Linked DNA regions of Zea mays: region 1 is linked to region 2. The links are chromatin contacts, called in public Hi-C maps. All regions are on one chromosome and are shown on one strand. Each heading gives the region's core, a stretch centred on a gene start, on an enhancer-like site or on the middle of the called end of the contact. The rest is flanking DNA. Distances are from core to core; before and after follow the strand shown.

Region 1 (2,700 bases), core at 81-2,580, 780 kb before region 2:
ACTTTTTGATCTCCAGCGTGGACGGCAATTGCTTGGTCTGTACTGCCTGCACTGTCTCACATTCCTTGATTTCCGGCAGTACCACAGGCTCAAATTTCTTGATCTGCACGGATTTCTTGATCTCAATTGCATGCAGTGGCTCAAATTTCTTGATCTCCGGTTTCTTGGCTTCTTCCATTAGTTCCGATGGCTCCAATTTCTTGATCTCCATTGTTTGCATTGCCTGACAATTCCTGGTCTCCAATAATTGCACTGGCTCAAATTTCTTCATCTCTACTGACACTGGGTCACACTCCAATCTCTTCTCCTCAACACCATCGCTGACCTCATCAATGGCTGACAAAATTAAGTCCTGCCCCTGAATGCCGCTCTCTCCTTCTGCTTCCATTTTTTGCACAAATAATGTATCTCTGGGGGAGCAACACTGCTCAGCCAAAGGATCAGAGCCTTTCATATCCTCGGAAATCACAACTTTTTCGTCAATTTTGTCCTTCAAATCACCAAAACTCTCAAAATCCAAGATGCTTCTGTCAGAAATGTAATCTATTACTGGGAGCGCAAATGCAGGCTCACCAATTAACAACAAGCTCTGCTCCTCCTCAGACACAAAGCAAGAAGCTGTAACACCCATGATCTCCTCGACGCGGAGAAGGGAGGCAGCGTCGGTGGGACCAAGGACGAAGGAGCACAGCTGCGCGACAAGCCCCGCTGGAGCACCGTCGGGCCGGAGCTCGGCGCAGAGTGCTGCGACGGCAATGCCGCAGGTCCTACCGAGGGACTTGACCCCGGACCAGTCGGCGCCGCCGACGTACGGCCCGACGGTGACGAACACAGCGAGGAGGAGCGACGTGGAGACGAGGAGCGGACAGAAGAAGGCCGCCAGGGTGAGGAGGCCGCGCGCGAAGAAGAGGAGGTAGACGGTGTGGAGCGGGTGGGAGGCGAGGAACAGCGCGACGCCTAACGCGTCGTGGAGGAGGCACAGGGACACGGCCACCGCCACCGGCATGGCGTCACGCTTGCTTTCGCCGCCGCCGCTGTCGGCGGAGATGCACAGCTGAACCTGCTCCGCGGCCATTGTCGCCTTCCTCAGCAACACCTTGCTCCTTCCTGTGCTCTTCTAGATCGCTTGTTGTCGGCGGCGGCGTCTGTTTCTGCTGGGTTTGTTCGCTAGCTAACTAGCTGCGCGCACGCGCGCGTGAAGCGGCATGGCGTGCTGTGATCTACCCGCGGTGGGATTTGTCATGGAGCGAGATGCTGGGGAGAGTCCGGGAAGAAGGCGCTTTGGTTACAGGAGAGAGACGAGAGACGGTAAATAAAGCAAAGAACACGCCCATGGGTGATGGGACTCTAACATATATGATACCTAGCATGTACCTCGTTCTAACGCTACGATTCTAAAGATGGAGGGTCAACAGCGACGGTAGCCTAAGAGGAGAGGTTAACGGTTGTGACGACGGCGACGACACGAGTGGGTAGGAGGGGTGGTGGGGACCGGGAGATGGAGCAGGAGGGAGAGGGAGACAAATGAATGATGAAGTATGATTCAAATATATTTTTCATTGATTTGAGTAAGTAAGAGAAAGGATGTTATCCAGCGATTTGAACCATTGATTTTAATAATGTGTTAAGCCTGGGTGCAATTTGTTTGGTAGATTTTAGTGGAGGTTATGGGTGTGAGTGATTTGGTTGGGTGAGTTTTGTAAAGTTTAAAGTGGTGGATTATATAGTGGTATAGATACACATCTGATAACTCCAACATCACTTAATCATTGTGAACTAGCTGTTGTCGACCGTTCAAGCTACGGCTGTCGACCGTTGAAGCTTAAGTGTGACATCGGACATGTCCAATCAGTGTTACCAGTTTGGTTGCATTGGTAATCTCTCAGAGTACCATATCCAGTGTGGGATCTGGTGTGCCATCCGACACGTTCAATATGTTGTAATCTCCCGCATACACGTTGTAGAGTTTATTAGGTGCCATGTCTTATGTGGCGTCTGGTGCACATGTACGATACACACCTATGTGTCTAGTGTACTAAGTTCTTCAACCCATTCTTCAGTATATGCATTGCTCCTATCTGATGCAACATTCGGTCCACCACTAGACACATCTGATGCTCTCTACAGTATGTATTCTTCGCATCTTCATTTTTCTTCACTTGGGCTTCTTTCTCTTGTGCCTTGAACTCTTGCATGATTTTGATAAGTCTTCAATGAGTCATATAATGCCTTGCTTTGAGATGTTGATCTTCTTAATCACCCATTACCTTTTTGGCTTCGTCCAAGTCCATGCTGCATTTTTAAATTATATTCATAACCAGTAGCAAATGATTACTATCGGGTACCCAGAAAAGGGGTACCCGAAATAAGGCATATAATCTCCTGGCCGACCAAGTTCACGCCGAGCAAGTCTGCGAGACGGGACGACCGACCAATTCTCCTCCAAGCAAGTCTGTGAGGCGCGACGACCGACCAAGTCCTCGCCGAGCAGGTCTGCGAGGCAGGGCGACCGACCAAGTCCCTACCGAGCAGGTCTGTGAGGCGGGGTGACCAACCAAGGTCCCCACTGAGCGAGGTCACCGACGAGGTCCATGAGGTGGGGCGACCGACCAAGGTCCCCACCAAGCAAGTCTGCGAGACAAAGATCCAAGTCCAGCATTATGAATCCACGCTGACTGAGGCAAGGCCCGTCACCCTAGG
Region 2 (2,700 bases), core at 169-2,668:
CCTCACTGCCCAAATGAACACCTCAATCTTAACTAAAGCTTCGGAGGTAAGCTGATGAAGGTATATCTCAAATCTTTTAAGCACCTCAACAAACATCTTATGCACACGAAAGCATAATCCAACTTTCATAAAAGCTTCAAAAAACCACCACTTCGTCTTTTTTAGGGAGTGTGATAAAGTTCTCCCCTTCTGCCCACACTATAGATACATCATGAAAATACCTACCCTTCATGGCGTCAATGTGCCCTTTCTTCACGATAGATTTTTCGAAGTTCACGTGGTTTGGTCTCTATAGCCGATCTTCGGCATCATCGTTACCACTATCAACATCGAAATCATATAACAGAGACTTATCAATATCACTAAAAAAGATTAGATCAGTGTACAGTTATCGATATATTTTCCTATCATTTAAAATTCCTTAAAATAATTTGTGCGATATTATAATGTTTATTCGACATCAGCTTATTTTATTTGAGCCAACATATTTATAATAATATTATATATTTATATCGTAAATATAATATTATTGTTACGATGATTTTTGTCCCACATATTTTATATATTATAATAATGTTTATTATTCTATATGTATGTTTTATAATAATTTTTAAATGCCGTAACAACACACGAGCACATATAAGTATAAGGTAGTGATATACTTGCGACTAGAGTTTGGTGTTCTCGTGTTAGGCCCCGTTGGTAGGGCTCTTCCTCTGCTAGCTAGCTTCAGCCCTGACTCTGACTCCTCTAAGAAAATAGCTCCCTCCTTATTTTCAGGAAGAGCTCTAAAAAGCACACTGTTTAGTTAGAAATATAGCTATTCTTGTAGCTTCTCGTAGCGTTGACAAAGAGATAAACATGAGAGATAAGCTAGTAGAAGCTTATTTTTCTGTCTAATGGCTCGTGCTTGTTTTTTGGAGGAGCTCCTCCCTCTTTCTAGAAAGAGTCCATCAAAGAGCCTCTCCTTTGGTAGATATTTCAAAGAACCTAGCCCTTCTACAACGACTTTTTGAAAAAATCTACCAAACGGGAGGCTCTTTTATGGGCTCTTCCTAGAAAATAGTGAGGAGCTCCTAAAAAACAGCAGAAGTCGGGAGCCAGAAAAATGAGTTTCTACGTGTTCTTTTCCCATATTTTCTCTTCGTCGATGCTACATTTTAGAAGAAATTACTGGAGGAGCTATATTTTCAATCAAACATGTGCTCTTTCTAGAGTTCTTGAAAATAAAGAGGAAGTTGTTTTCTTAGAGAAGCCAGAGCCGATGCTAAAAATAGTAGAGAAAGAGCCCTATCAAACGAGGTCTTATACTATCTTTTATTTTAAACTTCACTAAAAACAGTGCAATTTACCGTGCATTAATTTGCACCGGTATTTACACTGACTAGAGGAGATGGCCTTAGTGTACTGGAGTGTTCGAGGCTTCCCCTCCCCACTAGCCACAGTAGCACCTCAGCCCAGGTCCCCGTCGCCTCCGCTCAACTGCCGCCGCAGGGCCCGCTGCAGGCTTCCATGTGTGGTAGGGCCCGGTGTACCCTCAGCCCGGCCGAGGTTGCCAGGGCCTTCGGCTTCCCCACCACCTCCGCCAACGCGGGCGGCGGTGGAGACGGCCCCGCTGTGCCGACGCTCCATCTTAACCGGTAGGACAAACCTTTCTCGTACACGGTTCGTGTGCGTTCAGCTTTCACTGCCCTTGGCTGTGTGGGGCGCAGGTTCCGGCCGTCGTACAATGTGTTGCCTGGGGCGTACCTGCCTGTGGGCGCCATGCGGGCACTACCAGGTTGCGCCCACGGAGGAGGAGGTTCGGATGGGGAGGGGCCGGTGATCCAGTGCATGAAGTGGGGGCTGGTGCCCAGCTTCACCGGCAAGGCCGAGAAACCCGACTATTTCAGGATGGTGTGTGGATCTGCTGCTACGTTTCTATATTTGTAGTATCTATTCTTGTTCTTACACCTGAACATTAATTCATCAAAGCTTGGGCACATAGATATCAAACCATATACCTTAAATCGTTTGCAGTGGGATTATGTTACCGGAAGAATTCTAGCTTGGCATTCTAATGTATTTTTCTTCTTGATTTTAATATTAGCGTTGTGCTGCTAGTAATTGGTTGGGTAGGTTCTGTAATTTTGGAAGAGCATTGCAACCATGAATCGACTTGTCCCTATGAATTGACATACCCCTTTTTAGTTTCCTCTGCTTTAACGAATATTTTGATCTCTCTTTTTCCCCCACAAATGTTCACTTGATTGAATGCAGGCCTCTTGGCTATTGACTGCCGGCAAGTAAATACTGGGAAACAATGTGATATGTGACTATTTGATTTTGACCTATACTGATCAGTCTCTGTATAGGTGACCGCATCGTCTTTGCAGCTGCAATGTTGCTGTTGTGTAAGCAATTAAGAGATTTTAACGCTTGGGATGCAAAATGCTGGCGATGGTGGTAGATTTGGGATGAAGATGTCTAGGAAAAAGTATCCATGCAAGTTCGGTTAGAACTTAGAAAACAAAAGAGAACAATATGGCCAAAAGTTAAAAATAAAAATGTGGAAGCAGCAAATAGTCGATTGCTGGTTGCAGTATGCAGACAAAAAAATAAAAATGACAAACAAAATGTAGAAGACATGATTCATGTCGAATCATATGTCCACATTTGTAATATCTGTGTGACTGAGATGTGTTAGGCTAACTCCAACAA

Evidence for each region. A called contact is a pair of places that touch in the nucleus more often than the background predicts.
Region 1: a contact with region 2 is called in a Hi-C map of ear, with 4 times the contacts expected there. The contact joins the promoter of LOC103646931 here to the promoter of LOC100277594 in region 2. A contact is called at or near these places in 2 of 25 Hi-C or Micro-C datasets (ear and tassel).

Annotation. Positions count from the first base shown.
Region 1 is chr2:125,574,162-125,576,861 of Zm-B73-REFERENCE-NAM-5.0, reverse strand. LOC103646931 reads right to left here and starts at 1,330. Exons shown (of 1, transcript XM_008671539.3): 1 at 1-1,330. The coding sequence starts at 1,075.
Region 2 is chr2:124,789,379-124,792,078 of Zm-B73-REFERENCE-NAM-5.0, reverse strand. It overlaps LOC100277594, which reads left to right and starts at 1,418. Exons shown (of 8, transcript NM_001151111.2): 1 at 1,418-1,640; 2 at 1,713-1,896. The coding sequence starts at 1,513.